Linked DNA regions of Sus scrofa: region 1 is linked to region 2. Evidence: chromatin contacts called from public HiChIP or PLAC-seq data. All regions are on one chromosome and are shown on one strand. The core of a region is the stretch at or near the end of the contact, and the rest is flanking DNA. Distances in the headings are between cores, read along the strand shown. Region 1 overlaps FGGY (FGGY carbohydrate kinase domain-containing protein). Region 2 overlaps FGGY (FGGY carbohydrate kinase domain-containing protein).

Region 1 (5,871 bases), core at 676-3,175, 190 kb before region 2:
TCAGTGAACCTGCTCCATCATCTTTCTTTCCATTGGTCTTGAAGCAACAGCTTCTTACAGATTGTCTCTGGGATACAGTAGAAGTCTAATAGGCTTGCCAGCGAGTAAAAGTGCATTTGTTCAGGACTATAATGTTTATTTGAAAGGGATGTTCAATCACAGATTTGACTTTTTTATGAGCCTCATCTATATCCTTAGGATTGGAAAAATGCTTCAGTAAGTAATGCCTCCATGAAGATTCACTATCACATGCATTATTTTTAAAGACTTGGCAATAAAAAGCACACAAATTATTGATAATACATAATTAATATGAAGTAAATAATATGTGTTTTAAAATAAAGTTCACCACAATAGTGATGAGAATACAGGCTTTTATCTTTTGTAAGTCAAAAACTTGATGAAGAATGTGTATCAATCAGGAATATGCAAACACTTTAATCTGGGGGTTCAGTTTTTCTCTTTTTATTGGTGAAGACATGATTCTACTCCTCAAAAGAAAGAGTTAGTGGTTTTATTTTTTTAAGCTCACTAAGATGGTTCAAAAAGTCTTGGCTAGCAAACACCTTTTTAAAAAATCAATTTTTCAATAATTTAGAGTGAATCAGACCCTTAGAGTTACATTTCCCTTAAGGGAGATATGCTTTCAAAATAATTAAAGTCGAGGCAGCTTTATAGATCTTGAGAAAATGTGCTCAGAAAAAATGTCCTTTGATTTCTTATGAACCCCAAAGCTTCAATAAAAAACTGGACAATACTGAGGTCGACTTCATAGCTTCATCACTAGCTAGTGGTACAGAGACGGCTCCATGCCCACCTAATTTTTATATCTTTTTCCTTTCTTTAACAAAATTCAGACTTTTAGCTGGATATAGGGCTCTTTAAAGACTATATTTCCTGGCTTCCCATGCAGCTATATATGTTCGTCTAAGTTTAAGTCAGTGAGATGCTGGCAGAAGTGTTCTGTATTCCCGAGAGGTCTCCTTTAAAGCAGGATAAGGGGACTGTCTAAAAGGGTATCCTTCCTGTCTACCTGAATCAGGTATGCTGACTGAAGTTCTTGTGCCCATTTTAGACAAGGAAGACAAGAGCCATTCCACAGGGTTGGCAGAAATAGGAGTTTTTGTGGTGCTACCATAAGTGCCTTGGATTTTCTATCTTTGGGCTTCTTTTACCAAACAAATTTATTTCTGTTGTTTCTTTTTTACGTCACTATTTTGTGGGTTTATAGCTGAATTTAATCATAACTAATAGAAAATAGTGACTCATCAAGTTTGGAAAAACAGCAAGAATATTAACATCAGGTGACATTATCGAGCACCTTCTGTATGCTGGGAACTCTTCTGAGAGCTTTATTTGTAACAGCTCATGTAATGCACTCAACAGTCTTCTTGTTTTACAGATGATGCAACAGAGGCATGGAAAGGTTATATAACTTGCCCTGGGTCACACAACCAAGGCAAGAGTTGAAACCAGTCAATCTAGTTCTAGAACTTTCTCTCAACCACTGTGGGAAAGTGACTTGACAACATTTCAAAAGCAAGCAAACAGTGGACTCCGATCTAGCTTTTCCCCGTTTAGAGACTTATCCCCTCCACCTGACTTGGTCGCTGATAATGTGTCCTCTGTCACTTCACTTAACACCCCCTGCACCTCAGGCTCTCCACCAATAAGAGGCATATGACAACACCTCCCCAAATGTATTGGGCATCTACTTTGAGCCTGGCACTCTGCCAGGTATGTGGATATGTTAGTGACAGCCTTGCCCAAAAGGAGTGCACAGACTGGGCAAAGAATTGAGACCCGAACCTTTGAGAAAAGCTGGAGAATAAGGGAAATGCAGAACACCACCATGCCCAGGAGAGTTTTCTGTGCTGGGCACATAGTAGACAACCCGTGAATGTTTCTGGAACGGAAGTGACAGCCCATGACTAAGTGCCATATAAGCTGGAAGACATGAATGGTGTGACTCAAAGGGAAAGAGCTTCCTTTGGGGTTCAGAGAGCTCGGGGAGCAAGGCGCTTACTAAAGGTAGGTTCTGGGTTAATGTTGGTGGAGTCAGTAAGTGAAGGAGGCTTACAGATTTGGTAAATTTGGGTTGATGATAAGTCGAGTAGGCTCCTCCCTCCTTCCTGTTCTTTCTGTCCCAGGTTTAGTTCCTTAAACAGAGTCCATGCTTGCCTGCTTTAGGACCTATACCAATACTTTTCTCTCCACCAGCCATGCTTCCTGGCTTCTCTTCCTCGATAAGTTCTGCTACTCAGCCTTCTAGACTCAATGACCTACAGGGAGGCTCTCCTGAGTAGACCAGATCACTCTTACATTCCCCAAGGGGTGGTGGAACCCATCCCAGTGGAAGACTTGATTCTAAAGTCAGGACATATTGTGAGAGTTTTTTCAGCCAGATGTATCCTTCAGAATCCCTTAGGAAGCAAGCTCCAAAGTGGAAACTGACCGACCAGCACAGGCAATTATTCCAATATTTATTTATTTATTTTTCTTTCTTTGGTATACTGACCTATTTTAGGGCCTAGGTTTATGAAGAAATTAGATCACATTCAGCCAAGCAGTTTATGCACTTCAAGGGCATTAGGTAAGTAGACCATGATACGAATGGCACCCCCGAAAGTTGTTCAGTGCTTGCAGAACTGTATGCAGTGGGCTGGTTAGAGTCCTGTGTAGCAAAAGAAGATACACTGAGAAAATCAGAGCTGAAGCCAACCCAGGGAAGAGTTTATTTACATCCCACTCCAGGGCTGGGTTCCCTGAGTGCCATGGTGAAGTAAACCACCTGCATTATTTATATTGTTTAATTTCTCTCTGCATCTCTCATTTGCTTCCTGAATCCTGTGTACAGTTGAATTTGTGTGTCATATCTATGCAAACCACAAATCTGTTGCACTTCCTCTTATAACACTCATTACATTTGAATTTTTCATGGATTGTTAGTAATTATGGGTTTTATTTTCCTACTACATTATACATTCCACGAGGGCAGGAACATGTCCACCTGCAGTGGCCTCAGCACAAGCGCAGTACCTGGTGTAGGTTTTTCAGGCAGTTCCACGCCAAACATTGATGTGGCTTTCCACTCTCCAGCCTTCAAGAAGATCTGTTGAACTTTTTTCTCAGTTCCTCAGAGCTTAGATCTGTAGCTACTGAGGCTCTCAGTTAAGCCTGGGGGAGATAAAACCTGCCTGGGCTGGTGCTGCTCTAATGCTCCAGAAACTCCTGGAGCTGATAATTATCCAGAGACACTTGATACATGAAGGGTTTAAGGAGCTTTGGACCACCTTGGCTCATTATCACCTCATTAAGCCCTCCCACCTCTAAATGGTCTTCTCACCATTCCCACTGCCATCCCCAGGCTCCTCCCCAGCCTGACTTTGACTGAGGCCCTTTCACAAGTGAACTTCACAGAAATGTGATCTTGAGCCTGTGTCAGTGTTGGTTTCTGAAAAGGCTATCTAGTAACACCCGCATTACCTTCTCCTTTTTTAATGTTTTTCTTTTATTTTGAACAAAGTAAACCAGAGAAAGGTTAGAAAGAAAATGAAAGCAGAGAACAGTGTCCTCACCTTAATACCCCAATAGAATTTTAACCAACTTTGCCTTTTGGGGATAATTTGACACAATGGAAACCCTGATTTAATACTAGTTTGTGACTTGCAGTTTTTCAAGTAATACTGTTACATGCTCATATTTCCATTTTCCCAATATGCTCTTTATAAGCATAATTTTAATTATAGCATAATGTTTCATCTTGTAATACTTTTACCCCTTGTGTCAAGGTTGAACACATAAATGTTTCCATGTTTTTCCCTCTAGAATATACGTATTTTAAAAACACTACAAGGAAACTGTTTATTTTGTGCATTTTATAAATTGTTAGGTATAATTGTTAGAATTAGTAGGTAAAAATTAAATTCTTTAATCTTTTAAAATTTTAAGTTATACCTAATGCATATTTAGTGTAGAAAACTTGGAAAATCCAGAAAAGTGTTTCTTCCAACATTCACCTCCAGAAGGTGGCCGCATTGTGGTGGGGTTTTTTTGTTTTTTTGTTTGTTTGTTTTTTTGTTTTGTTTTGTTTTTTTGCTTTTCAGGGCCACAGTGGTAACATATAGAGGTTCCCAGACTAAGGGTCGAATTGGAGCTGCATCTGCCGTCCACAGCAACAGCAATGCAGGATTCGAATCACTTCTGCAACCTACACTGCAGCTTACGGCAATGCCAGATCCTTAATCCACTGAGCGAAGCCAGACATTGAACCCTCATCCTCATGGATACTAGTAGGGTTCATTTCCACCTTGTCACAACAGGAACTCCCGTTTTCTGTCTTTTTAATGCATATATAAAAATATGTAATAGGAGTTCCTGTCGTGGCTCAGTGGTTGGTGAATCCGACTAGGAACCATGAGGTTGTGGGTTCGATCCCTGGCCTTGCTCAGTGAGTTAAGGATCTGGCGTTGCCGTGAGCTGTGGTGTGGGTCGTAGACATGGCTCTGATCCCACGTTGCTGTGGCTCTGGTGTAGGCCGGCAGCTACAGCTCCAATTGGACCCCTAGCCTGGGAACCTCCATATGCCGTGGGAACGGTCCTCTAACTGGCAAAAAAAACCCACAAAAAACCCCAAATAAATATATATAATAATACATGTATATAATATATTTTATAATATTTATATGTTTAGACTCTATATGATTCTAGATCATTGAAATAATTTATATGCATTTAATTAAAACTTCAAATATATAATTTTTAGCTTACTGTATAATATAATGATTTAGTTAACATTTTTCTTTCAACCATTTGTGTTTTTTCTGAGTCCTTATTTCTCTTTTGTGTTTTCTATTTTTGATTTATCTTTCCCAGTTTATTCTATTTCTGATTATTTCTATGAAGATTAAAGATGGCTGTGTTTGTATACATACAACTTTGTCGGCATTTTATGTTATTTCTCAGGATAGACTCTACCCATGGTGTTACCAAGTCAGAAGACATAAATATTTCTTGAATCTCTTGATGAGCATGTACTGCTAAGTTGCTTTCCAGAAAGATTATACGAAATTGCATTTTCAACAATCCCTAAGATTGTAAGTGATGGAAAGTAGCACATCGTTTGTTTTAATTTCTTTTAACTAGTGAGCTGTTCGTGAGCTTGAACTTTCATGTTATTATTCATGTGTATTTTCTTCTGTGACTTGTCTATAGTCTTAAAAGGGTAAGAATATTTTAATGTTTTTGACACATATTTAAAAACTTATTTTATAGAAAGTAGTGTGTTGTATTAAATATTAAGGAGAAAGGACCAGATAAATATGGAGATTACAATTTTCTGATTCACTCTTTCGTACAAGGCCACAAGATTCACCTAGGAATGCTTGAGAATTTTTTTGTATTTAATTTTGCTCTTGTAAAGTAATAAGAAACAATTATATATTGTCCTTAATGGAGACAAGCAATCAGGCTTTGTCATTTTCTCAGAACTCATCCTCCCAGCTCTGGAATTCTGTAAGAAAAGGCCTGAGTATATTCAGGGTGATAAAGGTAAAATACGGTATTTCAACTCTCAACTGTTTGAAGAATTCTACGACTGTGCCTATCATTGTGATAATAATTGTTATTCATTTATTTTTCATTTACATGTGCTGTCAGGTCCCATACTACACACACACACACACACACACACACACACACGCACGCACGCACGCATGTGCTGTCAGGTCCCATACTACACACACACACACACACACACACACACACACACACGCATGCACGCACGCACGCACGCACATATAAAGAGATAGCATGTGCCACTGATTCTTCTATTTTCTCCAAATTTGTTATCATTTTAATCTGCTTGCTTAT
Region 2 (5,748 bases), core at 937-3,436:
GCTGTGTCACTGACCTAGGAGTGTCTTAGAGGACCTCAGTACTAAAGCTTTTACCAGCCTGGCATCAGGGAAGTGCTAAAATGAAGCACCCATCAATCGAGAAGGGCAACAGATGTTGAAGCATATCAAATGTCAGTAAACAGCAGGCCTGCAGAGGCCACTGAACTTGGCATCCTCATAGCAAAAATACGCTGTTGCCTTCAAGAGGGAACGCCATGGACTATCACAAAATGCATTAAGTGATGTAGTTTGTTCTTGGTCTCTACTTTTTAAGGGCAAATTTAATGTTCACAGAGTGTTCTAGGCTTTCAGCCCTGGAAATGTAGGTCTTCAAGATATCCTCCCAGTAATTATGACAAATTTCATCTTCAGCTTATCTAGGACCCTCCCTTTTACTGCGAGCTGTATGATTCATATTATAAGTAATAAATAGGACTCAGATGTCACATAAATCTGGGTTCCAATCCTGAGTTCAGATGCTATAACTGTACATTAGTTCAATCCTTTTGACCTAAGCTGGTTTTCTCACTGTAAAAATGAGGCTATGAAGAGTGCGTGCCTCATGAGATTGTTGTGAAGATTAAATGAGATAATATATAGAAAGCATTTAGAACAGTGACTGGTATGATTAAACCTTCAGTGAGAGTTATACAAAATTAGAATGATATTTATGATGATACCTACCATTAGCAGCTGGCCATAAATCACACATTGTACTAGCACCTTGTATATGTTACTGAAAGATGGCTGGGCCACTCATTTGCCTGCTTGCTCTCCGATGGCTTGTTCACCCCTGTCCTGCTGTGTACTGCATTTCCCAGGCTCCCTTGCAGCTGGCCACTGAGTAAGTTTGGCCAATGGGAAATACTGATGGAAGATTGACATGCGGGAAGCAGGGAGAAGTCAGGTTGTTTCTTTCACTATAGCAGCTGCCCCATTCTGACCGCTCAGCCCTTCTTTGGTTTCACCTCCAGCCTGGCATCACCAGCCCCTGGCTCTGGTCCCTCCAATGCCTCCCATCATCTCTTGATCCCTAAGAGGAGTAGCAGCTTTTGGCCTTTGCTGATCTCTTCAGTTCCTTCAACATCATCTGCCCGGCTTTAGTTTCTTCTGTCTTCTATGAACAAATTTCCTGCACTCAGTTCTTGTTGAACGACCTAGAGTGGCTTCTCATCTCCTGACTGGATTCTGAGTAATAGAGTTGCTTTTAAATATTAAAAGAGAAGTCAATCCTTATGGTGAATCCATTCCCCCCTCCCATTGGAATGAGCTAGGCCAATGGGAGAAAGGGTGGCTGGTTACCATGGAGAGCAGTCCACTTTGACTAAGTGGCATGCAAAGGACGAAAATTGACCTAAGCAACTTTAGCGAATGCCCAGATCTGAGTAACCCCGCTCTGAGTTAGGCATTGGAGCCTGTAGCCATACGTAACTTACCACTTTCCGGAGGAGATCTGACTGGATTACAAGTCAGAGCTGGGCACAGTTCAAGGTAGTGTCTAGTCAAAAGGAATAGAAACTCCTCTTTCTTGAACCAGCACTCTGGACCATTCACCATACTATATATGTGATTATTCTCATCATGCAAGTGAGGATTTAGAGACTCAGAAAGGGCAAACAGTTTCCCTAAAGTCACACAGCTATTAAGTAATGGCATGAGGAATTGAAGTCTGTATGTCTCAGAGTTTATGTTTCTTGAAACATATCTCTTCCTCAAGGTTTCCAAATTTTCTTCCTGTTTCAAAGCAAATTACAAGAAAGCTGCATGTGTAACTCATATTGCTCTGGTCGCTTAGAAATTTCCTTGCAGAACCAACATTTAAAGTTTCTCATGTAGTTCTCATAATAAGTTTATGTTCGAAGTTTGTTATTTTCATTTTTACAAATGAGAAAACAGACTCAGAAAATTAAAAGAACGTACCCAAGGTCAGACTGGCTGTTAATATTCAAGCTGAATATTTGAATACAGGTTTTTCTGTCTGGTACAGAAAAATACACTGTTTTCTGTCTGGTACAGAAAATACACTGTTTCTACTGGTGACATCAAAGGATTGGATTTTAGGAGAGAGGGCCTAATGTTTTACAGGTTTAAAAAAAGAACAAGAGGAAAAACAAGGGCAGGTTCCCCACCTTCAAGGAGCTGACAGTCAGGCTAGAAGAATAAAAATGAAGCAACCTGAAACCAGAGAGTACCATTACATAAGCTGCTCCCTGGTAACAGCTACAAGCAAGAAAGAGAAGTGTGGTTTTGTATAAGACGGAGGGCTTGAAATGGAAATGCTAACTTAGGGAGAGCAGAGAAGCAGCAGGAAGTGGACTTTTCAGATAGTTGGTAATGAAAGCCGAAGAATAACACAGGCAAAAAAGATATCCACTCAAGTCCTAGGAAGGATCCCAACTGGGGAGTAACAATAGAAAGCTTAGTATGTAAGGGCCACACTTGATGGGGAGTAGGGATTGTCAGCTAGAAACAGATTGCTATAAACTGGATCAGGAGTCCTGGGAGCATCCTTTGCCCAACATCCCCTGACTCTTATCTATCTTTTTTTTTTTTTTTTTATGTAATAAGCTAATAGTCTCATTTTTAAAAAATGAACAACATTAAGTGCTTCTTAAATGATAACACTGCTTCCTGCTGAAGAAAAAAAGCCTGTAAATTATTTCAAGCCTGGGAGTAACAGCAAAGATTTATTATGTATCTCCAACAGTTTTGAAGACTCCCTGAAATTGAAAGGGAACACTTTAAATGCCCCTAGGAAGTTATCCTGTTTCACCAGAGTGCCTTTGTGTAGAGTGTTACATGTTTGGGGACATGGGGACTGACAAGGCACCTTCTGAGACAAGGCCGCTGAGATGGGAAGCCAGCAACTGCTTCACCCCACCTCACAATTGACCTCCCTTCCCCTCCCCCTCCCCCTCAGCTGACACTTTGGCCAGAGGAGCCTGGGTGTTGGATGGAGTTGATCAGACTGAAACTCCTACCAAGTTGGCCATGTCACTTTCAGCTGTCGGCATCTCTGATGAGGAGGGATCCGGACAGGCCAGGCTGGTTCAGATAACTGGATGACAGCAGTTGTTTTCACCCTAGGAAGCGGACTAACGGCTACAGACAGAAATCGATGGAGGAGAAAATTACAGACAATCCTAAAGCGGAGATTCGAGCAAGTGCTTAGACGATGAGGAAGCCGCTAGCTTTAGTGAATCTGGCATATTGTGGTGTGGTGGGGACTGGGACCCTTCTCTTCAAGGGGCTCCTGAAACGATAACAGAGGGTAGTCAGGAAGTGTCAGCAGTCATTGTGTGTATGACTATGGATTAACTCACTTAATCCTCACAAAAATCCCATGAGGTCCTGATCTGTCTTGTGCTTTGCAGATAAGGAGGCCTTTACAGATAAGGAGGCCAAATCACAAAGAGGTTAAGTACTTTCCCAAGGTTAGCTAGCTAGTAAGATACACTCCTGCCATGTTTTGAGCCTGTGGACTGCTCACTGGAATAATACTGGAACCCATCTGTAAAGCTGCCTTGGGATACTCCTCACAGTGGGCCCACGTCTACACGCACCCCCTCACCACTGCTTCTCTGCAGTGCTGCCCTAGGGTGTTTCAGTGTCGGCTTACCCCACCTGGGGGTGAGCTTCCGGGAAGGATCCCAGTCTCCCTTATCCGTAACTGGTAGCAGGTATGGCATGAGCAGGTGTTGTATTACCATGGAGGTGAAGTTGGCAGAGATTGCATATTCCCCCTGAGCTGCCTGAGAAGGCTGGTTACCCAAAAAGCCAGCCACTGAAAGGAACGGTGCTGCACTGGAGGAATGTGGATTGGAAGCCCTTAGCCGGTAAAATCCAAGCTAACCCCACTTAGCTCTTAGCCCTGTCTCTGCAAACAGCTTTCCGTGTTCATACCGGCCCCACCCCAGACTGTTCCTTGTGAGTCTCAGTTACTCTTTTTTCAAGGATACATACCCCAGCTTCACTTGTTGGTTCAGTGACTGAACAACTCGATGTATAACCCAGGACAAGAGGTCAACCTCTTTGGCCCTCAGTTTCCTCATCTTTACACTGAAAGAATCAGGTTCTGGTTTTCACAGAATGTAAAGTTGTGGACCATTTGTAAGGCCAGTGTATCAAACAGATAGAAGCTGAGCCGTGTCTCCTCTTTGCTGTGTCACTCCCTCCCTTTCCCCACCACATGGCAGCCTTGGAGGGTCTCATTTGAACTTAAGAAGCACTGGACTCCGGTTTCAAAGGCAATAACCCAAAATTATTAATTAACTCTAATAATAATACAATCACACAGTATTTCAAAATGGAACCCGTTGGGAAAGGTGGGTTCAGGGACTCTCAGTGAGACCCCTGTGTCCACTTGACTGTTGGATGCTGTGGGCTCCTGGGGGGTGGTGTCAGCTTGGCTTGACTGTGTACAGTGGGCTAGGGAAGCTAAAGCCTCAGCCCTGTCCTCCTTGGCTGGAAACAGACCGCGTGTCCTGGCACTGGTGAATTAGAAATTCTATCCAGCGACTCTTAGAGATTAATTTTCCGTCTGGGGATCTGACCTCTTGCTTCAGCAGCCGAGGGGATCAGACCATTCTGGGAGGAGTCAGCGAGCTAGCCCTCTGAAAGGCCTTCCTTTTCTTTCTCTTTTTCTTTCTTTTTTCAACTGTACGTTTCAAAGGGAATTTCTGATTACGTTGGGGGCTTAACACCACCAGTCTGAATCCCTCTTGGCATTTTCGAGCTTTGGAATATCCATACCACCCCCCACAACGGGGCTTTGTGCTAGAAGATTACTGAAGCTTTAACTCTATTTATGTCTTTGGATTTATTTAAAAACAAAAAAAAAAAAAAAAAAAAAAAACTTTGGGAGTGAGGGACGAATGCCCCATTTCTTTTTATTTATTCATTTATTTATTTATTTATTTATTTAGTCCGTTTTCACAGATCTCTTAATGCTTCAAGGGTAAGAATCTTTCTTGGGTTATTTCCATACCTTTAGTGCCTAACGCAGAGATTGGCGTGGACCACTTGGTAAATATTTGTACATCATTCAACACATATTCCCCTAGATACAGTGATGTGTGAAATAACCATTGTACCAATCTTCAGCACATTCACAGTTGAGTGTAAGAGATAGCTTAAAAAATAAATACAGGGAGTTCCCATTGTGGCGCAGCGGAAACGAATACAACTAGGAACCACGAGGTTGTGGGTTCGATCCCTGGCCTCGCTCAGTGGGTTAAGGATCTGGCATTGCTGTGAGCTGTGGTGTAGGTCGCAGACGCGGCTCAGGTCTGGCGTGCTGTGGCTGTGGTGTAGGCCAGCAGCTACAGCGCCGATTAGACCCCCTAGCCTGGGAACCTCCATATGCCATGGGAAGCGACCCTAAAAAGATAAAAGACAAAAATAAATAAATAAATAAATACATTCAAATACATACATACTATCTCTTGGGTAAAGAAAAAAGAACAGTTTCAATGGAAGAACCACTCAGAGTGATTGATGAATGAATGAAAGTAAAACAGCTTCAACTACCAATCCAAAATCTCTATCTCATCTCATCTCTTCATAAATAATTATGATCACTATTATTTTAATTGTTACAGCTGCTACCATTTCTTGAGTATCATGATCAGAGAGCTAAGTGTCAGAGGTGAATCCAGGTTTGTCTGATAGAGCTTCTGCATTGAGCAGAAGGGAAGAAATTCCAAAGATATCACCAGGGATCCAACAGGGTTTCCTGTTTGAGGAACA

Evidence for each region. HiChIP or PLAC-seq counts read pairs in DNA pulled down with a chosen protein or histone mark.
Region 1: a contact with region 2 is called in an H3K27ac HiChIP or PLAC-seq map of alveolar macrophages. The contact joins two enhancer-like sites. A contact is called at or near these places in 2 of 2 datasets of contacts at active chromatin or transcription factors (alveolar macrophages and skeletal muscle).

What each region holds. Positions count from the first base shown.
Region 1 is chr6:153,015,220-153,021,090 of Sscrofa11.1, reverse strand. The region is part of intron 6 of FGGY (FGGY carbohydrate kinase domain-containing protein); the gene reads left to right. Among named protein-coding and RNA genes, the nearest start is that of FGGY, 200 kb to the left of the region's middle. Within about 2 kb of position 1,925, at least 2 of the 83 cell types and tissues checked have an H3K27ac peak or open chromatin away from gene starts, as enhancers often do. A contact at or near this core is called in alveolar macrophages, where this site is marked.
Region 2 is chr6:152,828,804-152,834,551 of Sscrofa11.1, reverse strand. All of the region lies in intron 14 of FGGY (FGGY carbohydrate kinase domain-containing protein), which reads left to right. Among named protein-coding and RNA genes, the nearest start is that of HOOK1, 120 kb to the right of the region's middle. Within about 2 kb of position 2,186, at least 15 of the 83 cell types and tissues checked have an H3K27ac peak or open chromatin away from gene starts, as enhancers often do. A contact at or near this core is called in alveolar macrophages, where this site is marked.